Linked DNA regions of Mus musculus: all the other regions are linked to region 3. The links are chromatin contacts, called in public Hi-C, HiCAR-type, HiChIP or PLAC-seq and promoter capture Hi-C maps. All regions are on one chromosome and are shown on one strand. Each heading gives the region's core, a stretch centred on a gene start, on an enhancer-like site or on the middle of the called end of the contact. The rest is flanking DNA. Distances are from core to core; before and after follow the strand shown.

Evidence for each region. Promoter capture Hi-C pulls out the DNA fragments that hold promoters and counts their contacts. Hi-C and Micro-C count contacts between places; a contact is called where the count stands out from the background. HiCAR-type assays count read pairs that join an accessible place to other places. HiChIP or PLAC-seq counts read pairs in DNA pulled down with a chosen protein or histone mark.
Region 1: a promoter capture Hi-C map of pre-B cells shows a contact between it and region 3, with 4 times the contacts expected there. The contact joins the promoter of A230020J21Rik here to the promoter of Cenpf in region 3. A contact is called at or near these places in 4 of 39 promoter capture datasets (the C10 cell line, the SN4741 cell line, embryonic stem cells and 1 more) and 1 of 115 datasets of contacts at active chromatin or transcription factors (astrocytes).
Region 2: a contact with region 3 is called in a promoter capture Hi-C map of pre-B cells, with 3 times the contacts expected there. The contact joins the promoter of Nsl1 here to the promoter of Cenpf in region 3. A contact is called at or near these places in 7 of 39 promoter capture datasets (3T3-L1-derived adipocytes, the C10 cell line, the HPC-7 cell line and 4 more) and 1 of 115 datasets of contacts at active chromatin or transcription factors (embryonic stem cells).
Region 4: a Hi-C map of B cells shows a contact between it and region 3, with 10 read pairs. The contact joins the promoter of Angel2 here to the promoter of Cenpf in region 3. A contact is called at or near these places in 3 of 39 promoter capture datasets (cranial neural crest, liver and pre-B cells), 6 of 484 Hi-C or Micro-C datasets (B cells, CD4 T cells, the G1E-ER4 cell line and 1 more) and 10 of 115 datasets of contacts at active chromatin or transcription factors (the SCID.adh cell line, astrocytes, embryonic forebrain and 6 more).
Region 5: a contact with region 3 is called in a HiCAR-type map of astrocytes, with 4 times the contacts expected there. The contact joins the promoter of Rps6kc1 here to the promoter of Cenpf in region 3. A contact is called at or near these places in 4 of 39 promoter capture datasets (the 3T3-L1 cell line, cranial neural crest, hippocampal neurons and 1 more), 1 of 484 Hi-C or Micro-C datasets (the G1E-ER4 cell line) and 6 of 115 datasets of contacts at active chromatin or transcription factors (the SCID.adh cell line, astrocytes, forebrain and 3 more).
Region 6: a promoter capture Hi-C map of hippocampal neurons shows a contact between it and region 3, with 5 times the contacts expected there. The contact joins the enhancer-like site here to the promoter of Cenpf in region 3. A contact is called at or near these places in 4 of 39 promoter capture datasets (the 3T3-L1 cell line, cranial neural crest, hippocampal neurons and 1 more), 7 of 484 Hi-C or Micro-C datasets (the G1E-ER4 cell line, cortical neurons, ganglionic eminence and 1 more) and 1 of 115 datasets of contacts at active chromatin or transcription factors (large pre-B cells).
Region 7: a contact with region 3 is called in an H3K27ac HiChIP or PLAC-seq map of embryonic stem cells, with 4 times the contacts expected there. The contact joins the promoter of Dtl here to the promoter of Cenpf in region 3. A contact is called at or near these places in 1 of 39 promoter capture datasets (pre-B cells) and 2 of 115 datasets of contacts at active chromatin or transcription factors (both in embryonic stem cells).

What each region holds. Positions count from the first base shown.
Region 1 is chr1:191,024,055-191,027,373 of GRCm38.p6, reverse strand. A230020J21Rik (RIKEN cDNA A230020J21 gene) reads right to left here and starts at 2,023. Exons shown (of 2, transcript NR_027298.1): 1 at 805-2,023. It overlaps Flvcr1 (feline leukemia virus subgroup C cellular receptor 1), which reads left to right and starts at 1,184. Exons shown (of 10, transcript NM_001081259.1): 1 at 1,184-1,997. The coding sequence starts at 1,281.
Region 2 is chr1:191,061,713-191,065,163 of GRCm38.p6, reverse strand. Nsl1 (NSL1, MIS12 kinetochore complex component) reads right to left here and starts at 2,143. Exons shown (of 6, transcript NM_198654.3): 1 at 1,892-2,143. The coding sequence starts at 2,125. It overlaps Tatdn3 (TatD DNase domain containing 3), which reads left to right and starts at 2,254. Exons shown (of 10, transcript NM_001357166.1): 1 at 2,254-2,363. The coding sequence starts at 2,307.
Region 3 is chr1:189,686,656-189,690,124 of GRCm38.p6, reverse strand. Cenpf (centromere protein F) reads left to right here and starts at 2,039. Exons shown (of 18, transcript NM_001081363.2): 1 at 2,039-2,149.
Region 4 is chr1:190,926,821-190,930,077 of GRCm38.p6, reverse strand. It overlaps Angel2 (angel homolog 2), which reads right to left and starts at 1,573. Exons shown (of 9, transcript NM_021421.4): 1 at 1,320-1,573. The coding sequence starts at 1,378.
Region 5 is chr1:190,910,390-190,913,735 of GRCm38.p6, reverse strand. Rps6kc1 (ribosomal protein S6 kinase polypeptide 1) reads left to right here and starts at 1,966. Exons shown (of 15, transcript NM_178775.4): 1 at 1,966-2,180. The coding sequence starts at 2,076.
Region 6 is chr1:190,874,083-190,877,374 of GRCm38.p6, reverse strand. All of the region lies in intron 5 of Rps6kc1 (ribosomal protein S6 kinase polypeptide 1), which reads left to right. Among named protein-coding and RNA genes, the nearest start is that of Rps6kc1, 36 kb to the left of the region's middle. Within about 2 kb of position 1,779, at least 11 of the 459 cell types and tissues checked have an H3K27ac peak or open chromatin away from gene starts, as enhancers often do. A contact at or near this core is called in hippocampal neurons, where this site is marked.
Region 7 is chr1:191,573,552-191,576,795 of GRCm38.p6, reverse strand. It overlaps Dtl (denticleless E3 ubiquitin protein ligase), which reads left to right and starts at 1,252. Exons shown (of 15, transcript NM_029766.3): 1 at 1,252-1,447. The coding sequence starts at 1,396. Ints7 (integrator complex subunit 7) reads right to left here and starts at 1,160. Exons shown (of 20, transcript NM_178632.6): 1 at 845-1,160. The coding sequence starts at 938.

The DNA.
Region 1 (3,319 bases), core at 774-3,273, 1.3 Mb before region 3:
TTTTTTTTTTTTTTCAGAGACTCAATAATCTAATTCAGTTACTCAATAATCTAAAACAACCTCCAAAGGAACATCTACAAAGCCGTGCTGGGAAGAACTTACAGGGTTTCCCTTCTTTTCTTAACATAGTGTGTTTGTTGGGGAGGGCACCTGTGTGATGGTCAGAGAACAACTCTGCGGGTGCTGAAGAACTGAACTCAGGTTTGCCGGGTTGTCAGAAAGAGACGTTACCCCCTGAACAGTCTCGCTCTATACGAGCCTCACTTTTCCTAAAGAAATGAATTAATTTACAAAATACTTTGTGGAGCTATTCACAGCATGGGGAACTCCCCAGCGGCTGTATCACCATAGACAATGCCTTGTCCCTCTGCACCCTCAAACTGTTAATAGTTCTCCTATCTCCCCATGACTAAAGGTTTATGGGCTTGGTCTTCTGCAGGTCCCCTGCAGCCACTGTGAGCTCATTAGCGCCAGAGTCATTCCAACACTCAGGAAGCAGAGATAGGTGGATTTCCATGAATTCGGGTCAACCTGCCTACAGAGTCCCGGGTGACACCCTGTCTAAAAAGGAGGATCAGAGGGAGAGAGAGTGAGTAAATCTTAAGTCCTGGCACCCCGTGTTTGCACGCACAGCTTCCCAAAGGGTAGCAGGCTGACTTTGTCTAAGGCCCAGTAGGACCCTGATGCTTCCGGAGCTCTGCCCTCATCCGGTCCCGGGATGTGCAAGTACACGGTTAGCTTATGCACAGACTTTGGTTACTGGTGGGGTACAGGAGGCAGGCAGGGGCTGCACCTGTCCATTACCTCCTTCAGTCCTCTGCGTGGATGGAGCCGCTCAGCTCAATCAACGCAAAGGCCTGCTTCTGAGGAAGCCTCTTTCTTTGGGCGGACGGAAATGCTTTCTGGCGCTCTCCTTCCAAGATAACCTGAGGCTAAACGCTGCGGAGCGAGCGCAGAGAAAGGCCTGGCAGCTCCAGCAAACCACAGCGTAGAGAACGCCTGCCTTGGGCTCCTCTTACATCTTCACAAGCTTGACCCCGCCCCTCTTCTCGGCAACTCCCCGATTGGTTTTCTGGACTTCCGAAACGCTCAATGATTGGATGGAGGGTCGCACTACGCGATACGAGATGCCCTGGGGGCGGGGACTGCCGGCAAGAGCCAGGCGCGGTGAGCTCTGCTTCACTTAGTCAGCAAGCGGCGCAGGCGAGCGCGCTGAACCGGGTGGGACCTAGGAGCCGGCGAGGAGCACTAAGGGGCGGCGGGGCGGGGAGCCGGGAGGCATGGCGCGGCCCGATGACGAGGTGGGGCCGGCCGTGGCGCCCGGGCACCCGCTGGGGAAGGGATACCTTCCAGTGCCCAAGGGCGCCCCGGACGGGGAGGCGCGCTTGGTACCGCAAAACGGGCCTGAGGCGCTGAACGGAGGCCCCGGGCTCGGCCCGCTGATCGCGGGAGCCCAGGGCGGGCCGCAAGCCCTGATAGCGGCGGAGGAGGAGACCCAGGCCCGGCTGTTGCCCGCGGGCGACGGGGAGGACGTCCCATGCCCCGCGTGTCCCCCGCGCACAGCGCTGTCGCCGAGGCGCTTCGTGGTGCTGCTCATCTTCAGCCTTTACTCGCTGGTGAACGCCTTCCAGTGGATCCAGTACAGCAGCATCAGCAACGTGTTCGAGGACTTCTACGAGGTGTCGCCGCTGCACATCAACTGGCTGTCCATGGTGTACATGGTGGCCTACGTGCCCCTCATCTTCCCGGCCACCTGGCTGCTGGACACGCGAGGCCTGCGGCTCACGGCGCTGCTGGGCTCCGGCCTCAACTGCCTGGGAGCCTGGGTCAAGTGCGGCAGCGTGCAGCGGCACCTCTTCTGGGTCACCATGCTGGGGCAGATCCTGTGCTCCGTGGCCCAGGTCTTCATCCTGGGCTTGCCCTCCCCCGTCGCCTCGGTATGGTTTGGACCCAAGGAGGTGTCGACGGCTTGTGCCACAGCAGTGCTGGGCAATCAGGTAAAGACTGGAACGTCTAGATAACTGGGATCCTTTCAGGCTGGTAGGAAGTCATAGGCCGGGCTGGGGCAACGGTCTGTGGGTAAAGTGCATACTATAGAAGCGTGAAGACTGGGCTCCAGCACCACGAGAAAAGCCTGGCACGGTGGCTCCAGGGTGTATTCCCAGCCAGCACTGACAGGTGAGGAGGACAGCTCCTGAGAAAGGACACCGAGGTTGCCCTCTGGCCTACACACAGGCGCACACACGGGCACGCTTGGAAACTGGCGGTAAAAGAGATCTCAGGTGTTTTTGTCGCCACTGCAGAAGAAAGGTCTTGAGATCTGGAAAGTTTGTTTCCATGTTAAATGTCCTTGGAACAGCCCTGATTTAATTGTATTAGTATTAGTAGTCAGCCCAGCTTGGCACCTACTGGTCACGTATAAGTGAATGTTCAATAAATGCTCCGGTGATAAAGACTTGGCAGTATTACTGAGTCCAGCTATTAGTTCTTAACCGTGAGACAGTGGAAGGCAAATCACTGATCAAGAATGGTTAGTGGGATAAGTCAAGGCTTCCTTAAGAAATGATCTTGTTTTTTTCTACCATCATAAATTCAAATGCCACTAGAATAACAGAAATAATAGTAGGTAAAAGGTTTTTGTATGTGATTTATTTATTTAAAACGGTCTCTTCCACTGTGTAGGGCAGGCTGGTCTGGAAATCACAGTGTCCCCCTGGCTGGCCTCAAACTTGACAATCTTGCTTCAGGCTCCCAAACACCACCATGAGTCACCACAATATTATGTTTGCATTTGTTAATTTTAGGCTTGTTATTGTAACTTAAAATTTTGCTAGAGGGCACTTGTGACACCTGATGTTTTTGTCACCACTGTAAATGTCACATTTTAAAAGATGCTTAGTATTCATTCAGTTGAAGGAAATCTAGTTTAAAAAAAAAATCTATAATCCTTTCTATACATATATTGTTACCTGCCGCCATGTAACTAGAAAATGTTACTTTCTTACTTCAAGTCTCACTTGGGTCAAGATCATGGTTTAAAATACCCCAAGAGACTAAATATGTGTGCCTATTTTATTAGTTACTTTCTTTTTCTAAGTCACTTAATTGCTATGTATCAAAAACAATTTATTACTGATACATTGATTGGTTGTTTCTTTTTTTTTTTTTAAGATTTATTTATTATTATATGTAAGTACACTGTAGCTGTCTTCAGACACACCAGAAGAGGGAGTCAGATCTTGTTACGGATGGTTATGAGCCACCATGTGGTTGCTGGGATTTGAACTCTGGACCTTCGGAAGAGCAGTCGGGTGCTCTT
Region 2 (3,451 bases), core at 894-3,393, 1.4 Mb before region 3:
CCAGCACAGCCAAGTCAGTAAAAGTGACTCTGACACAGAACTCAAACGCGTTAGTAAAAAATAATGGACTCTTGGTGAACTGGAATGGAAACAGTGGGAAAATTAACTCTTAGGAGAGGGGCTAAATACCCATGGCGCATGGTAGAGACTGCACTGGCTCTATCTATAACACCGTCACTACGGCCAGATAAGTGACAAACAACAGAGAGTGGCAGCCTCTAGAGAAGTGCAGGGCTATGCAACAGTAAGTTGTCCCCAGGAAGGGTTCAGGATGGATGGGGAAGTCAAGGAGGACTTAAAATACGAGATTGTTTGAAACTGTTGTCAATGGGCACGCCTTCTGTACCACTTCTATAATTAAGAAGTAAGCATAAATAATGACTGATAATTATGAGCTAGAGTATGTATTCTATACTAGTATCTTATAAAAAGGGCTGTGATATAGCTCAGTGGACAACACTTTGCTAGCAAGAGCAAGGAAGGCTCTGCTTTCAATTCTTAGCACTAAAGGGAAAAAAAAACCTATTTTATAGGATAAGATTCTTACTATATTAAACTCTTGAGGACATTTAGAAAACAAATTGTCTTTGAAATACTCATTGCTGTTTCATCTATCATTTAAGAATGTCACTGTGTTTCTCAGTCTTTCCTAGATGTTTATCAACAAACCTTCTCTACTTCTGATTCTCTTTAAGATCTCATTCAACAAGCTATTAGAGGTGAAGTCACATTTGTCTATTCCTACATGTAAATGTTCTCATTATCTTAGCATTTTTCTATAATCAGATAAACCCTCTTAGTTACAGTCATCTCCCAAGATAACTATTAAAAACATTAAGTGCCGTTTCTCTCCTTGCCTTACTTCTAAGGAGAGAATAACACAGGAGCTACTATTCCCAAAACTGGGGTATAAAACTACAATCCAAGGAAGGTTTCTTCATTATTCTTTCCCTTAACCACTGTTGTTTTAGTTTTTGATGCTGACAACCTCTATATTTACTCTGCACTCTTGTCATTGGTCATGAATGTGCTGTTACAAGCTTGAAACTTTCCCCTACATATAGGCTGTTTATCTGCTTGAGTTAGCAGTCCTTCGATCTCTAGTGTCTTTTCCCAGAAACCATCATATTCAGGGGTACACAAAATATAGGAGAAATAAGTGTGTTCTAAGGGTTTATGGGTGCCGGGGGAGCAACAGGATGCACAGGTTCTACGTAGCCCTGGCTTGTCTGGAACTCACGGCGTGGACCAGACTAGTCTCGAACTCACAGAGATTTGCATGCCCCTGCCTTCCGAGTACTTGGCATACACTGTCATGACCAGCTCAACTAGAACTTGGTAAAATTTAACACCAAGACAGCTTCTTCATCTATTTTCAACTTAAAAAGAAAATGTTTTCTCCCCGAATCCACACGATGTTATAAAAACAAACAAAAACAATAACAATGACCAAAAACCTAGCCAGATGACTGACTTCAAGGATTATCATTTCCTGGAGAATTCCTCATACCAACCAGCAAAGTTGCGCTGGCCCACAGGAGAGCGACTTTGTCTTTACTGCGCACTTAACTACCAAAAGAAATGTTTTGTAAAACACAAGATTTGAAAGCTTGCTATGAAAGCAAAATGTGATGCCTTGTTTATACGTATAGCGCTGTACATGTTCAAGAATATGGGTACACTTAATACCGCCTGCTTCTTAAGATTACATACGTGTTCGCCCTGTATGTTCCTGACAGGAAGCAGCACCCAGGCGGCACTAGCATCTAGTTGCCTTCCCTGGCATTTCCCAAGCCAGTCTTGGGCATCGTTCCATCTGCGAAGGCCTGACATGGGCCCCGAGCCAGAGCCAGGATGCGCTGGGTGAGGACCGGGAAAGAGGGGTCCGTACCCACTGTGCGTCCCGCAGCGCGAGCTCGCGGACGTCCTCCGGCAGCACGGCCCCGAGCTCCTGCACGAAGCGACCGCACATCTCCATCACTTCCATCACCGCCCTCTTCAAGGTGCAGCGCACTCGGAAGTCCTCTAGGGGAGAGTCTGCTGCCGTGGCCTGAGGGTCTGAGGCGGCCTGGGCATCGTGGTCCTGCGGGGCGGAGACGAGCACTGTTTCAGAGACAGCCGCCATCTTCCCGGTTTAAACTAAGGCGGGAATCGCTGAGACCGGAAGGATGCTTCCCTCCCTGGAACGCTCCTGCACGCGTCCGACTGGAAACCCGATCCGCCGCCGCCGCAAGGTTCCGCCTCGGGTTCCGCGGCCCCAGAGTTCCGCCGCCTGGCTTGCAGTCGAGAAGCCTGCAGGAGTAGCTATGGGTTTGGGGTTAGTGGACTGTCACTGCCATCTCTCCGCCTCGGACTTTGACAACGTATGTGAGGGGGACTTGGGGCTTGCGGGAGTCGGGAGGGCCGTGTCTCCTTTCCCGCAAGTTTTTCTCCCCCAAATCCTCAGACCGTACCTAGTCTATGGCGACCCTTTCGAACCAGCGTCCTGGAACTGACATTCCTCATCTTACACGGCGGTTAACTATTTCTATGAAGCTTTAGTTTGTCGTCTCAACACCCCTTTCTCCTACCACTCTTGAGGTGTGCTGATCCATCCAAGCCCTTAGCAGAGGTTCTAGTTCTGGCCCGGCAGAGGGACAAACAAAAATAATAACACTTGATGGAGTGAATGTGTAGGGATGGAAATAGGTTTTACCGGCTACATTGGGGAAAGTGAAGAGGAAGGAGAAGTAGGTGCCTTTTTCTTAGGAGGTGACGCTTAGGGTGTGAGTGTATGGTAGTGATGAACACCGGCAGGTTGTAGACCTCCCATACATTATAGAATTTGATCTGTTTTAGTTAACCAGCAGCTGGAAACACTTAATAAAGGAGAAATTTCCAGGAGCTGGGAAGGGTAGGTCAAGGTCAGTAAGACATTTGGATTGCATTAGATGCACAGTCTTAACCCTTAAAAGTTTAAAAACAAACCCATTTTAAATATATATAGAGAGCGAATATTCTGAAGACAAATTTGCTGCTGAGTGGCAAAAAGGTGGAGGAGAGAAAGTGAGAGCATTTAGGAAACGTCTCAGTTTACAGACAAGAGCTGGTAGAAGCCAGTACAGTGAGAATATCATGAGAATACCATGTACTCAACAAATTTTAGGAATAACACCAACAGTACATGCATGCCTTGGATAAGAACAGCAAGGGGAGGAAGAAATCGAGCATGACTTAGATTTCAGTTTGTGCTTCCTGTAAGGAAGATGGTGATGGCCTTTGCTGAGACGAGAAAAGGTTTGGGATCAGAGTGGGCAGGTGGGCAGCTGGAAATCCTAGTGGGGGGATATTGGTTAAGTCTGATCTCATCCAAGTGGAAAGATTAGAATACATAATCATTTCAAATGTGAGTCGTGGGTCTTGGAGAGAGTAAAAACTCTGTAAGTTGGAGATTCAGCATGGTATCAAAAAC
Region 3 (3,469 bases), core at 790-3,289:
ATCAAGGAAAAGCATTCATTTTAAGTCAGGTTCAAGGAAGAGGCTACAAGTGTGCACTATAATAAAGCAATAAAGTAAAACTACTGCTTTGAATTTATAATGACCTTGTAGAACGAATCACTGCTTTGAGCTTACTGTCAACACCCTTCTGTAACCCTCCTTCTGTGTAACATTTCATCTGTGAGGTAATTTTATAAAGAATTTTTGTCTAAAAAGGTAAATTTGCCAGAGAGAAAAAACAAAGTGTGGCATTTAGGGCTCAGCCCCATTCACCAAATGAATATATGTCTATGTCCGTTTGTCCATGTGTATGTACATAAATAATATGTAGGTATATGTGTATCTATGTAAGTTGGCATGAACACTTGTGAAATTGTTGAGACAGGTGGTCCGGCAGGGCCAGAGTGTGTGTGTGTAGTTGTGTGTTTGAATTCTTTCTTCCTCTTCTTTTCTCTCTGGCTCACAAAGAGTTAACAGACTCCAAGCCTCTAGCCTGGCCATGGAGGGGTCCTTGAGTCAGAGAGAAACTAAGCCTTTTTTCTAATACTCTTGTTGCTATCAGTTGGAGTCAAATTACCAGAAACCAGAGGTCTTAGAATAGCAAAGAATTAAAGAGAAAAACTCCTGAAAGCAAGCAGCTTTTGGACATACAATAGCAAAGAATTAAAGTCAGAGAAATTGCTAAAAGTAAGTAGTCTTTGGCTACAGAATAGCAAAGAGAACTGCCAAAGATAAAGCAGCTTTGGTCTCCATCTGACTCTGTAACTCTTAGCTGCCTTCCTGGGGAAACTGGGTGCTGGGATAAGCCCTGGGCACTAAGTGACCCTAAAAAGAAATGGGATGTGAGCAGAGAGACAATGAGAGGGATCACTGGAGAGGAAAGAGGAACTGAGAGCATTTTTATGTTTTAATTTTATGTGCATGCATGTTTTGCCAGCACGTATGTCGTTACATACCTGTTGCCTGTGGGCCCAGAAAAGGGAATCAGATTCCCTGAGCTGGATTTATAGATAGTTGTGACCTACTATGTGGATGTTAGGAACTGTACCCAGGTCTTCTGCAAGAGCAGCAACTGCTGAGCCACCTCTACAATTCCAAGGATATTTACTTCTTTTTTTAAAATTATTTTATTTTAAATTTATTTTCCACACTCCATATTCCATACCCCCGCCCCTATCCACCCTCCGTTTGCATCACATCCCATACCTCCTATGGATATTTACTTTTAAAGAAAAATATTTAGGCATTTAGGTGCTATTAGGAAAGTGGAAGCAGTATACTCAGTTTAGAAGAGCCTTGTGAATATTTGAATCTGATGAAGTGTTCCCCTCGGATCTCATATTCAGTAAATCCTGTCGGCGTGAGCCACCACAACCCATGCGAATCGCATATCCAGATTTTGAAAATATGGAGATGACAGAGAGGTCAGCAGTTGAGTTTTGCATGCATGTCTAGATTCAAGTTCAGATTATTTGTTATACTGTGCCTCTGTTATCCGCCCCCCCACCCCCCGCCTCCCCTCCCCTCTTCTTTTCTTTTCGAGACAAGGACTCTTGTCTATAGCCAGGCTGTCCTCCAAACGCCCTCCGCAGGGCTGCTATGGCAGGTGCGCGCCAACTTTTAAAGTAATAATCAACTTCGCAGCTAACTTTTATAATAATAATCCCCTCAGAGCTAACACCTTACGCTTGTCCTACGGTTAGAGCGAGCGGCCTCCCCGCAGCACAGACCTCACCTTACCCTGCTCCTCAAGCCCGCCCAGCCGCTCAGGGTTTAACCCTCATTCAGACCCGCAGTCCGCTCCTCCCAGCGTGCGGAGCCCGTCTCTAGGCAACGCCAGTGCATCCGACGTCTGCGCAGGCTCCGCCGCCGGCTCTGCTTGTTTTTAAACAGTCGTCCAAAAGGGCCAATCAGAGGCGGCTCACCGAGAAGCCGGGTGAGGACTGGTCGAAAGCCTCTCGCCATGGCCAATGGGCGTGGAGGCTAGCTGGGCGGGACCGGAAGTGAGCGGGAGGGAAGAGGGGCGGCGGCGGCGGGCAGTTTGAATCGCTCGTGCTGGTCGGGGAGGAACGGTGCGCTGTGTGAGGAGCTCGGCGGTGAGGAACTCGGGGCTCGCAGAGCCCGGAGCCAGGTTCTGTGAGGAGCTCAGGTGAGCAGCGTCCCCCCTCGGGGCCCCCGTCCTCCGCCCGCGGCCCCCCATCGGAGGCCCGCATGGTTTCTAGAAGCTTCTTTCTCACTTGGCGGCTTAGGGTCGCCAGGGTGCCAGGCTGTGCTGTGTGCTCAGCAGCCAGAACTAGCTAGCACTGGCAGAGAGGCAGGGGATCCTGACGGAGGACAACAGCAGAAACCTGCCAGACCCTCTTTAGGGCCTGAGGCGGGCGGTGGGCCCATGAACGGAGCCCTCCGCATTTTAAAGACATACTTTCGGTGGAAGTTCTTTTACACCGTCACCACAGAGATTTTGCTTCATCTTTCAAAGTCTTCTTCTCAGACCCTGCCTCTTTAATCTTAATTTTTTACATTTACGGATTTTACAACTTTTGCTCTAGTGACCCGATTTAGGTGGCTGACAGGTTGTTCCGTACCCAGTCAACACCTAATGGCAATTAGGCGATCGGTGTGATGTATTTATATATAAGTGTAGGAGAGGTAGAAAATGTATATAAGTGTGTAATGAACATAGTAAAAAAAAATGCCTTTTAAACACCCAAGACTAATAACCAAAACTCTGACATCACTCACTCCAAATAACAATCCTAAAACCCCATGATCCCCAGTGAACAGTATATAATTGGAGACTAAGACAATGCTCTGCGCTGCACATATGAGAAGACACCACCATAATCTGCCCTCAGGAGCCTCAAATCAAAAACTTCTGTTGGCTTGTAAGGCCTTAATGGGAAAGGTTGTGTGTAGTCTTGCTTCAATTTGATGTCCCAGGATCAGGTGGTATCCAAGGGGGTCTCCTCCCCTCTCTGAGAAGGGAAGGTGTTTGTGAGGATGGGACTGGGATCACAGGCAGAAGGGGAGGCTACCATTAGGATGTAGAATGAATAAATAATAATAATAAAAAGGAAAAAAAAAACTGAACCTGACAAGCTAAAATATGTCACCCAGGTGAGCAGCCCTGGGAAGATAGGGTTAAGACTGTAATTAGAAATTTAAAGTGTAAATACTGTATACTAATCCTCAGCATAATAAAATATAACTTTAGTTATCTTAACTACATTTGTAAATATCTTCTTGCTCTCAACAAAGTGTGTGACTACAAACATGAATATAGCTGTTTGTAGGTTTTGAATTAGAAAATAAACCTGCTGGATTCCCTTGCTTATATTGCCTCTCTAGATGTTTTGTTGCTTTTATTTTGTTTTGTTTTTTGACTTGTTGGCTGTGTAGCCCTGTCTGGCCTGGAACTCACTCTGTAGACCAGGCTGGCTTCAAACTCAGAGATCCACTGGCCTCTGTC
Region 4 (3,257 bases), core at 324-2,823, 1.2 Mb before region 3:
CAAACTATTCTCTAAATCAACCCTACTGTAAATCTTTAAGGTCACAACATGGGCACTATATCTTGCAATTGACCCCGAAAGTCATTCAAAGGGATTTCAGCACTTGGATCTTGTCTTGTTTTGTTTTTAAATTTAAAAATTTTGAGGTGGCCCATGAGTTTGATCCCAGCACTCAGGAGGCAGAGGTAGGCAGATCTGAGTTGAAGGCCAGCCTGGTCTACACAATGAATCCCAGGACAGCCAGAGATACAAAGAAAAACCCTCCTTCTCTAAAAAACAAACAAACAAAAAACCAAGACAAAAACCAAGTCCAAGACCATCAGCACAGGCTGGTGGTGTCTCTAATTCTCCTGCCTCCACCTCCCCAGTGCTATAACGGTTTACTTTCTGTCTTGAAATGTTTCTATACTGCAACCTGCACAGTGACGCTTATTCTTTGGATTGGCAGTTATTTATACCACATCTTTTTCTTGTAAGATAGTGAGCTTTTGAGGGTTCGAACCTCAGTATTCTCTGAAAGCCCAGTCTCCACCCAAGGGCCAAGCACACAGCTGGTACTCAGAAAATGCCATAGCACAGGAACCAGGAATGGAGTGGGCAGATCCCAACGGCTTATGTAACGACAGTGTGCTATTTCCCACGCGTGGTACGATATAGTTTCAAAGGTTATACAAACCACTGGAATCTTAATAACTAAGTCCTCAAAGTTTATAGGAGAAAAACATAATCCGTACATCCAATTTAAGATTCGGTGGATACTACTTGGGGTGACATTATTAGAGGCTGCATGTACTGTGGCGCTTTAAAATTTCAAGTGAGTTATTTTTTTACTTTTGGAGGCGGAGTGTCACGCTCGCTGCCTAATCCAGGCCAGCCTCAAATTCATGGTTATCCTCCCGCCTCGGCCTCCGGGGTGTGGAAAGTGCAGGCGTGAGCCATCACGCCAGGCTCTCAAAGAGTGGATTGAAAGAAAAATACCCAGGACGGAGCAAGAACTTGAGTGGCGGTGAAAGTTGGCCTCCGCGTGACCGACGCTGCCCAGCCACCCCGGGGCGCGCAGCCTCCCTCCGGGCGGGGCCCTGCGCGCGGGCGGCGGCGGCGAGCGTGGAGGCCGCGCGAGGCCCGCAGGATCCCGGAGGCCGCGGCCACCGCTGCTGCCCGCCCGCGCGTTACCTCTCCCCGGGCGCCGCCTGGCGCGTCCCCGCCGCGGACCCTCTTCCTCCGCCTTCCTCCCGCGCCCCGCCGCCCCGCCCCTCCCCTCCCCGCCCGCCCCTCCAGGTCCCTCCCTCTGTCCATCCCGCCGGCCGCTCGCCACTGACCGGCCTCGCCCCGCCACACAGCGGCCGTAGCCCCTCCTCACACAGCGCCACGTCTCCATCTTGGCTCTCTGTGAGCGCCCAACGCCCGGGCCCGCGGCTGCACCTCAGCTTCGGCCGCTCGCCGGGTCCTACCGGATCCCCATCACTCGGCTCCCGGCCGGCCGCTAGGCATGCTGGGAGGAGCGTCTCGCCGCAGGCCCGGTCACCATCTTGCCTTCTGGGGCAGTTCCTTTAAGCAGTGCGACTCCGGGCATGCGCAGAGCGTGCGCGGACAGCCATTTCCTGGTAGGGCGGAAGGCTAGCGCTTGACGGCTTTCTTAAGACATAGGAAGGAGCAGGAGCTGCGTGAGACCTAAAGTGTATTTACGTGGTTGCGTAGATCCAAAAGGTAGATTTCCACGTTGAGGAAATACTATTCTGTGGGTTCCCGTAGAACTTTATAATTGATTTTGTGCAAATCTCAGAGAACCCACTTGTACATTAATTAGTGCGTTGATGATCCGAGTCTGTCAGATCGAGCGTAGCTTTCTTGGAAAACATAAATGGAGAAGGGACAGCGAGAATAGCGAGGCAGAGGGCACTGGAAACCAGGGTCGCTGCTTGCTTAGTTTCTTTGGTAGAGCTGTGTAGCTGTGGGTAGTAATTTCTTGGGAAGTTTTGTTCTTTTCCTTGTGTTAATTTTGAGAGATACTTTATCCTTCGTGTATATCCTTCTCTTTATCTGCAGTTGTTATATTGTGTAAACATGTCAGGAATGCTGAATTAGCAAACTCTGAGGAAAGCTAGTCTCTGATTGCACACGCACACTCGTGAGTGTCCTTAGACAAAAGTCTTGTGCAGTCCAGGCATTCGTCAAACTTATCTCACATGCCTGTCTGAGCACTGTGGTCACCAGCAACGTACTGCCATACTTGGCTTCGGACCACATTTTCATCAACCAATATGAAGTCTTGTTTTATGCATGTTCCTTATTTAATTTATATTGTCACTTCATTAACGTTAAACTCTGTCCAACAGTCTTCTGATACATACCTAATTGAAGATAATTTAGTACACATATTTTCTCTATATTACATCATTAACTTTTGTCACCTCAGAATCTTGCAGCAGTATACTTGGGGGGCACTTTTAATAGAAAAATCAGTAAAACTGTGGGAAAGGGACACTAAGTAGTCGGTAGAAAGGTTAGTTTTTTACGGTCTGAAAACTCAAGAGGGCAGAGTGCCTTGTTTAACCTCAGGGACAAGCACACTAGGCAACTAAAATTTGCCTTTCTCCTTGTTGGAGAAAAACCAAAACACTGTGAGGATTGATTTGGACATTTTAGGTAGGTTTTAGGGAGTAGGCAGTTTACAAACGCAGTGTCCACAAATGGGGGCTGACTGCTTGAGGTTTATACTGTCCTATTTTCTAAGGGTGATCACAATGTTGTTGTTAGTTACATGTGGCCAGTAGTGTCCTATATGCCTTGTTCCATAATCACATTGTAAGTGACTTGTGAACAGTGTCCATGACTCCTGTTCAAATCTATTCAACCTAGTACTCTACTGACTACACAACATACGGCAAACAAAGATCATTGATAGGGTTATTAACTGGAGCAGACTTAAGGAAGACCTGTCAATCACCAGACTTTCTCCTCCAAGCACACCTTAGCTCCTCTGCTTGTTGTGCAAAGAAAAATGTAGTGTTTTGAAATAAGCAAATGGCATTAAGGTCCTTCCTTCCTTCCTTCCTTCCTTCCTTCTTTCCTTCCTTCCTTCCTCCCTCCCTCCCTCCCTCCCTCCCTTTCCTTTGTTTGAGACAGGGTTTCTCTGTGTAGCCCTGGCTGTCCTGGAACTCACTCTGTAGACCAGGCTGACCTGGAACTCAGAGATCCACCTGCCTCTACCTCCAGAGTGTTGGGATTAAAGGCGTGCACCACCAACTGTCAAGATG
Region 5 (3,346 bases), core at 717-3,216, 1.2 Mb before region 3:
TCATTAGAAAGTTTATTCGGAGCCTTTTCAAAGGATCAGCACACTACTGACGCTAGACTGACTGCCCAGGAGAAAGACTGAATGGATGAGGTCATACCCACTCAGTGGACAGTGAGGAAGGGTGAAATGCAACAGAATACCATTGGTCCTTCTTCCTGGCTATCTGCCATCTGTCTTTCCTGTATCAGGCAGTTTCCTTTGATCAGAGGCCATTCTGGATTATCGGTTTTCTATAGCATGCCATGGTATGTACTGGTCATATTTATATACTTCGTTGCATACTAGTGATGGTATGTAAAGAAAGAGAGGAACAGTCTTTATAACTCCAATGCCTCATTAGTATAAAGTCTGACACATAGCAGGTAGTGAATTCAGGGTTAATGAATAAGTGATAGCTAGTTTTTTGACTGTATAGGCTTGAGCTAGAGAGATAACAGCAGTTAAGAACACCTGGTGCTCTTGCAGGGGACCTACCTGGATTTGGATCCCAGGACCCACATGAACCATCCTGGGGATCTGTGGTGATTTTTTTTTTTTGTGGGTACCAGGTATACATGTGGTCAACATACATGCAGGCAGGCAAAAGACCCATACACATAAGAGAAATAATAAGAAAAGCCTAAAGGCTCAGAAGAGGTTAATAGTCGAAGATCAAACATACAGGGTGGAGACATTATTAGAACAACGTTTTTCTTTCTGCCAAAGAGAGTGGAAATCAGCACATGAGTGGAGCAAGTAGTTTTCAAATGAGCAAGGGTGTCAGGCTGGGATGGAGATGTGAGCAGACAAAGGGTGCTAAAGTCACTCTTTTCCTTTGTAAAAGGATTTTTATTTTTATGTCTATGGGTGTTTTTCTGCTCTTAGGTATGTGTACTACTTGTGTGCTGGAGGAGGCCAGAAGAGGGCATCAGATCCCTCAGAACTGGAGTTACAGGCAGCTAAGAGCTGCCACTGGCATGCTGGGATTTGAACCTCACCCATTCCTCCGGAAGAGCAATCAGAGATCCTAACTAACTACTCAACCACATCTCTAATTCTTCTTACCATCTCTGTTTCTCCCTCTTTGTTTCTTCCCTTCCTTCCTTCCTTAATTGTGTGTTCTAGGGGTTAGAAGGCAGGGAGGAGAGGAAGCAAGAGACACAGAATTAACAACGACAGAACCTTGCAATGAATCTTTTGGGAATGAGAGCTCTGATCAAGAGAAAGTTAAAAAAAAATTGCCAGGTAGGGGATGCCAATCAATAGAAACTGGAGACTCTTTGTAGTGACTTTGAGAGTCTCCTTCTACAACCCCCACAACAGATGCACATTTAAGAGTCTAGGGACTGTTGAAAAAACAACAAACTTCTTTGTTGTTGTTGTTGTTGAGAGTCTTGTTATGTATAGCAGACTGCCCTGGATCCTGTGACTGAGCAAATTTTGTGTTTTGAGACAGGTTCTCCCCATGTAGCCCAGCTTAACTCTGAACTCACTACTTGACCCATGTTGGTCTCAAGCAATCTCCCTGAGAGAGTGGGAGGGATGCACTTCTATTCTACGTAGGGTGAGGGCTTGTCGTGCAGCTGTAGGTATGTCAAAGAGGGTTCATCTACGGGAAAATGGGGACGTGTCTGTCAGAGCGCTGCGATGTTGCTGTGGGCACCGCACAGAGTAAGTAGGGAAGGAAAGGAGATGCTTGGCTCGGGTACCGCTGCGTCCATCACCCAGGACTCTACAGGAGCACAGGGCGGGAGGCCCAACCCTCTCCCCAGCTCGCAAATTCTAGTAGACATCGAAGCTAGTGCACCAGGAGACTTAGTAGGGACGCCTCCGGTATCCATGGCGACTGAGCTAGGCGCTAGTAACCACAGCGGACGATACAGCTCGGAGAGGATCCAGAGCCGCACCTTCTTATCCCGAACGTCGACCGGGATGACCCGGAAGTCTGTGTGGTGATCCGGAAGCAGATCCAAGCGACAGCCCCCCAGGAGCCACCGCCCCCTCTTCGCGGTGCTCGTGCTTAGTGCTGCGTGGAGTCCGGCACAGCTGGGGCTGCCCGATGGTCCCCAGCTGGCGGAAGCACGGGCGGAGGGAGGATGACCTCTCCTTGGGGTCACAGTGCGGACCTGGCCCGCTTCTACACTGTCACCGAGCCCCAGCGACACCCCAGGGGCTACACTGTCTATAAGGTTACCGCACGGGTGAGTTTCTGGATAGGGACACTGGGCGGGGCACGGGCTCCGGGCTGCGGCTGGGTGCGGCGAGTGGTAGGTAGGTTGGTAGGGAGGGATGGAGACTCGGACAGGAGACCCTAGACAGTACACAGGAACTCCAGGCAGAGATGGGACTCTAGGTTCGAGATGTTGAGGACCCCAGGCAGGAGATGGGATCTCAGAATGGAGATGCTGGGGACCCTTGCCAGGAGACAGGACTCCAGGATGGAGATATTGGAGACCTCAGTCAGGAGAGAGGGACCCCAGGATGGAGATGATGGGAACTCTAAGCATGAGAATGGACTCCTGGTAGACTGGAGTGCAGGCTCCATAAGGGATGCTGGGCTCCACCAGCCATTCTGGGGTGGAACACTGGTGGATGTCTTTAAATGGATGACCTAGTCCTCTGTCCTATGTGGACTTTCTCTTGAAATGAAATTTGCAGAATTGGGCTGGTGCATTCCAGAGGGAAAACACACACTTAAAAATGTTAGTGGGTGTGTTGTGGGGCTTATGTAACGGAAGGGACGTTTCCTCTTCTCATTCAGTGGCTGGCTTGCCGTGAGGCAGGTAGAATCTTGGGAAGATTTCGCTGTTAAGACGCTCGTCTTGGATCTTTAGCCTTTGCTTCTGAGTTTTGATGAGTCTTTTCAGGAGACACATGTGTACTTAAGTGAGACTTGAGGGTGGTTGGTGTGGCACAATGGCTCAGCAGGTAAAGATGCTTGCTGTCAAGCCCGAAGAACTGTTTTCATTCCCTGGGACCTACATGGTGGAAGGAGAGAACTGACTCCTGCAAATTGTCCTCTGACCACTGAAGGTGTCGTCCCCCCAAATAAATAAATGGTAATTTTTTTTTACATAAATTCACTGTTCCAAATTTAGTACTGTTTTTCTTAAATTTTGTTGCCTCAGCTTAAGTTTTGAGAACTCGTTTTCCTGGGAAATGAGAACAATAACATGAAATAAGTGCTTATGTGCACTGCTGTGTGTATGCTGGGCATTTTGTACAACTTCATGATGAGGAAGCAGATTCAAGGAAGTTTAAAAGTTTGCTAAAGTTTCTGTTGCAGAGCAGTAGCAGCTTTGAGCTTCGGGACCAGTTCTGCTTAACCCACGATGAGGAAACTCAGTTGCTAGTGTTAAGTCTTGAA
Region 6 (3,292 bases), core at 530-3,029, 1.2 Mb before region 3:
TCTCCCTTTATTGGTCTCAGTTGAGTTATATTTTTCCTAGCCTGCTAACTGCTTTTGGACAGTCTGAGGCTAAAGTATTTATAGTCGTTTTTCACTTTGAAGCAAAGGATAAGACCTTGATGATCAGTATGTCAGTTAACTGTGATTAACTGCTGGGGGGTGGGTATGTGTGGGAGTGTGTGCACACGGGTGTGTGTGTGTGGGAGTGTCAGAGGACAACGTCTAAAAAGTTTATATCATTTTTAGAATAGCGGGTGAGTAACTTTTGCATGCTCTAGAAATATTTTGATGGTCCCCATGGTCTAGTGACATCCATTTGAAGCTGTGGGTTTAATGAAATCTGCCCCTTTTGGGGAATAGGTAGTCCTTTATAGAGATCCTAAAAATTGAAACAAAGAAAAAAAGAACAAAAGAAAACAAGGCTGTACTGTGAGGTGCCGAAGTCCTGTGTAAAGTTGACTTGAGCGTGGAGCTAGGCTGGTGCTCACATGGTCTTCCTCTGTTCGGTAGGAAGTGAGCAACCAGAGGCCTCCACAGACTGACAAACAGTGGCTGACGGCCGTATCTGCCTCCAGCGCTTTTCCATGGTCTGTGAGCTAAGAACATTTTTTACATTTTTAAATGGTCGAAAAGCCCAAAGAATTTATCAGTGATGTGATATAACATGCAATTAAAGTTTCAGTGTCTATAGCGAAGTCTTAGTGAGGCCCAGCGTGCTCCTCTGTTCAGCACAGACTTGTGTAGCTACAACAGGACATGGAGGTGCAGGGCCTGAGGTATTTACTCTCTGCCTCTTCACGGAGTTTGCTGAGCCCCGATCTCAGAATGTCTGATCCACTGCAGTTTTCGTTCTTGGTGTTGTCTCCTGTGGAAATAAATAACTCTTTTATGTGCCATTTTTCTAGAACCTTGGCATTAACTACTCAGTGGTGGCCTGGAGATGGAGCCGAGTGCTCATGTGGCATGTGTGAGGTGCCCTGGGATTGTCCCCTGGCATCAAGGAAACAAACCAAGAAACAACCCAGACCCCACCAAATCAAAGCAAGCAGAGACAGCAGTGTGTGTCTGAGCTGTTTCAGGAATGGGGTTTCCAGTTTTGTCTCATAGAATCAGCCGCTCGATGAGTGGATTCGAGAACTGTGTGTGTTCCTGATGTCTCCAAGGATCCGCAGTGTGGAACCAGTTTAGTAATACAGTCACCTAAGACATTTTTCTGTGCTGACCTTTGTGCTGACTGTCACATAGGAAAGCCATGAGGATCAAACTGTTGGGGATGGTGGTACCAAACCACGGTTGGTTATTGCACACGCTGCTGGTAGAAGTGGCACTGTCTGCGTGTTCTGAGACAGCAGGAAGGAAGGCTTCTGTTGTGGCAGCAAGCCTGGCATGCTAGGAAGCTCACAGTGTCCTCCCTGCTAAGCTACCATGCTGCTCTATGGAAGGTGGGTGAGCGCTGTGGAGCTGAGCCGAGAAGCCACTTGCTCACGAGAGGCCACTTTGCTTGAATCAGTAGCAGACAGACAGTTGTCATCACATTTGTGTGTTTGGTGCCTAATTTTTTTTCCCTTGAAATGAACTGAGCTGCCTCTTCAAGGAAAACAGCTCATGGTGTTTGTTGCCAGTAGGAGAGTTTTCCTCCCCAAGTTAGGGCTTTTGTGCTGCCTTGAATTTGACAGTTTGCCAGTGTGATTTTTATTCTGTAATAATGAAATAGGAGGTTGATATGTGGAAGATCTGTGGTAGTCAGGGAACTGACATTTTACAAATAATTGATTTGTTAGGCTATAAATAGCATGGGTAAAGACTGTTCAAGATGGACCAATGGATTTACCTGTAGCGAACCCTACACATTTCAGTGTTTGGGTTTTATGTATTGCTCGTTGCTGTCAGTTTTAAGAGCACAGCACCGTGGAGTTTTGGTGTCATGTAGAAAAACAGAAGTTTGAGTTCAGTTCCCAGGATCCACATGGCAGAAGGAAAGAATTGACTTCACACAGTTGTCCTCTCCTCATGTATGTGCTGTGGGTTCGTGCAGCCCCCACCCCCAGAGTAATAATAGAAGAAGAAGACAGGAAAACAGTGACCACAATTATCTAGCACTTTCCCTTTTATTAACATCTTCCAACCACAAGGCTGTGACAACAGATAGTTTGCCGAACCATGAGTCAGAATGCCTCGTGTTCTGTTCAGCCAGGCATCAAGACTTGCAAAATATCAAAGATTGCCATTTCTCCCAATAAATATTTTTTGTTTTGATGAATGTAGTTACTTTTAATAAAAATTTTAATGCATAATAGTTTTAATGTTTTATTTCAAAAGATTATTATTTAACTTTTTATTGTTTTTATGTGTGTGTGAATTTCACATTATACACCCCAACCCCACTCATCTCTCCCTTCCCTTTATACCTGCCTCCACTCTTGTAACCTCCTCCATGAGGAAAAAAAAATCTCACTGTGGAAGCTGTAGTGTGTCCTATAATAATACCCTCTTTCCTCACTTCTTTATTGGCAAATGTTCATTGCAATGCGTCATTGGTCTGGTTTGATAGAAGCCTCCAGCTTCTGCTACACCATCAATCCTGGACCCTCCCTGGGACTCCTCCCAGATATCCTGTTGCTGCCCTGGGTCGGGGAGATCCTGCAGCTTTAGATCTGTAGGGTTGGACCCTTTACGTGCTCCAGCAGTTTATAGATGGAGTAGATGTCAGGGTGGGTCACTCAAAACCCTAGATCTGGGCCTGGGAGGTCACTGGTCAGCCCACCATCTCTCCCACACCCACTCTACTAGGGTAGGATTTCCAGTACTGCCCTGGCTAGCTCATCCCATGCTACAGCTGGCATTGGGCAGAGCCAGATCTCCTGCTCTCATACTCTTGGGGCTGGCTCACCTGCAATCCAGGAATCGGGACCAGTGTCAGGATCCATCTAGGATAGGCTAAAGACATGCAAATGATGTTTCTGGAGATGGCCCATTGTTTTATATGGTCTGTAATGGGAGATCTCTGAGAGGCAAGGCCCAAAGAGACTTCATCTCAGGATTGCTTCTTGCAGCTGATATGCCTTTCCTGTCATTATTAAATTAGTATAATAATTCCCGGGCATTAGCCCACCCTACTGGGCAGATTTTCTGCAGATCAACAAAGACATATTCTCCTGTAGTAATGCTATATAGACAAATTGATGATTTAATAATTCCTAATAATGTTTCATTGGAATTCTTAAATTTATACAAGTAGTTTTGAGCCCTCTATATAGTATGAAAGCTGCAATTAGGCCTCTATAAACCTGTA
Region 7 (3,244 bases), core at 3-2,502, 1.9 Mb before region 3:
ACTTGGCACACCCTGCCCCCCAGACTTGAACTTACAGATCCTTGGTTTCCAGTCCCGTTCTCTACAGGTTACACACTGGCTACAGTTAACCAAGAATTGCCTATAGTGTAAAAACCTTGGCAGGAAACTGAAGCAAAGGTCTCACATTTACACAGGACTTCTTTATGGATAGCTATCTGTCAAAGTCCCTCTTCAGCCTTTAATAAAGGCATCTTTTCGCATACCACTGCCATTTAACATTTACAACAGCTGACATACTGTGCCCACTTTGCTGACATATCGAGGCTAGATGATAATGCCGCATTCCATAATCACTTTAGTAGAACTGGAATTTAACTCCTAACCCTAAAATTTTTTCTCTTAGCTACCTGTATAAGGGGAACTAACTCGTGGAACTTGTGTGCAGAGAATGAGCGCGTTCAGCCAAGCTTTTCGGATGTTCTCATCCACATGGAACCTGCTTTAGAACGCGCAATTGACAGTCTCGCAAGACAAATCGCTGTAAAACGCTCAGAAAATCATTTGGCTCTCTTAATGAAGGCTTCACCTGCACTGAACGTTTTAAAAAATAATCTCAAAATTCAGCACTTTATCTTATTTGCTGCCTGGGAAACCAGAGACTGTGCCCCCAAGTGGTCAAAGGCATCCTCGCAAGCACGAGCCTCTGCTCCAACTGTGCAAGGCTACTCCAGCAACCCTGCATGCGCCTAAGCGCTGGCTCCAAGACTAGCAGCCGTGCTTCCCGCCCCATACATCGGCGCATGCGCCTTTCTAGCCTCTGTAGCTGCCGCCACTAGGTGGCGCCACTCCCCCCAGACGCTTCGCCCGCGTCCCTCCTCCGTACCTTTGTCCAGTTCCATAAGAGCGGAATTAGCGTCCAGCTCCTGTTCGCCATAGCCGGCATCGGCCAGGAACGACTTGGTTGAGTTTGACGCCATGACCCGGACAGTTACCCGACTCGCCCAGTCACAAAGATTGCAAACTCTACCCCAGCACCGCCATCTTCTCCCGCCGCGGTCTCGCGGATTTTTCCCTCCGCGCGCTGTCAGGCAGTGTACGCATGCGCCTCGGTCGCCCCGCGGTTCGCCAGTTCCTCTCTGGGCCCCCCCGCGCAGGCGCTCAGGGAGCCTGTGAACCTTGGGTTCCCGCGGCTGAGCGAGAGGGAGGCGGAGCTTAGGATGGGGGCGAGCCTTCGAGGCGCCAGGACGCTGCGACGAGAGCCAATCAGAAAGCGTGACGTCAGTTTGGCGCGGAGTTTGGCGGCCGGGGCTCTTAGTGGCGGGAGTTGGAGGCGAAACCGCGCCGCGTTGTGGAGGGTGCAGACGGCGGCTCCTGTGGAACTTGGGGGCGATCTTCTCGGCGTTCCCCTCAGCTGAGCCTTCTCCTCAGGCCCAGATGCTCTTCAACTCGGTACTCCGCCAGCCGCAGCTCGGCGTCCTGAGGAACGGTGAGTAACGGCCCCAACGGCCGCTGGCCGTGGCGGGAACCACCTCCCCCCAGGCGCTCCACCTTGGATCGCTGCCGACTGTGGGCCTCCAGGTCTCCCGCGGCCGGAGCGAATCCGGGCGAGCGAGGACCGCCGAAGAACATCGTGCTTGGGTTCCTTCCGGACGCTTTTCACCGTAATCGAGCTTTTTAGTTCGGAACGGAGGCCGAAGTTAGGACGCTCAGTGGCGTCCCGGGCCCCTGGCTGCTTACGTCAATATCGCGCGTTAACTAGAGAGTGCACGCTTGTGAGAGTCGGGGGTGGGAGACGCTTTGGCACCAGCGATGTGCCTGCCGTCTCTGCAGAACCTTAGCGATCCCTGCAAGTTCGTTGTGCACCAGCGCGCATGGCCCGCAGTTAAGGAACTCAATCTTAAGGCGCCAAAGTCCCCTCCCCCATCTCTGCAGGCTCTGAAAAGTCCTAAAATACAGACTAAAAGATGCCCATAGCCACACCCACGAGGTGACCACGGGTAATGGATGGAAGGGTATTGTTCCAAATGTGTCTTGATGCCGAGGTACTTCCAGAAATGGGATTAAACTCGTTTTTCTCTTCACGGTGGAATTCAGCCATGTTCTCCTGTTAGCATATAGAAAGCCAGCTCATCTCCTACAGTACTCTTAAAAACATTGGCAATCTGAGATGCGATTAGGCTGATGTGTTGTTAAACTAAGACCTTGAAGAGTGGTCCTAAGAATGTTGAGAAGAGGAAAAGCTCCTTGAGGTCCTGCCCGGATCTAAAACTTTGTAGTCGTATTCCCTCTGTGGATACTCTTGTAGTTACATTCTGCCTCTTTCTCTGCTCGAACTTTACAAAAGTTACTTCGCCCTGTGTTAGGAATGGCCGCCCTGCACAATGGTTGTGAGCGGTCTTCGGAGCGTCTGAGTTTCAACTCCACCTCTTTTCCTATGTGCTACATTTTCTGTCTACCCACTTTTCAGTCTGTCGTTCCGGCTTACAGATAGCCAGACAGACGTTCAGTGATAGGCACTGGCATTCATTGATTGTTACCTCCTGAAGTCTGCATCTCTTTTCCCCTCCGGTGTTGCTGGGCCTTAAATGATTATAGCCGTAAGTAAGGATTCTACTGCTGCTACACTCTTCCATTCCCTATGTTTTGGGTTAATTTCTGTAAAAGCTGTATGTATTGAACTTAATCTAGACAGTTAGGCATACAAGCATCTTATATTCTAATGCCCCAAACTGAGTTGGCTTCTTCCCAATTTTTGGGAGTGACATTATTTTAAACTGGTGTCCCCAGCTAAAACTTAGACTCCATATTCCTCATTATGACATTTTCAAAAGAAAAAAAAGAAATCCCTTAAGTCTGCTTGAATCTCTTTTTCCATCCCCACAGATTCAGCCTCTTTACCTCAAACTGAGTCTTCCATTTTCTCTATTCCATCCCCACCATTGGGCCTGATACTTTACTCCCTGATCATAACAAGCCTCTAAATGTGCCTTTAGTTTCCTTTCTCTACCGATATTTGTAAGATGGAAATATAATTACTTTTGTGAGTTTTTAAATCCATATCTAAGAATTTTTACTATAAACTTTAAACATGCAAAATTATAATTTTTAGCCTTATAGTGAGTTAGCATCTTAAGATAAATACTATTTTAGCCTTTTAAATACATCTGACACTATAAACAACTATACCAACGTGGAAGTCGTGGTCTCTGTTTTTGAAAAGGTGAGCAAATGCTTACTGTTCGATGTTTTATATGGTTGCTTTTTCTTCTGAATATTTCTATCT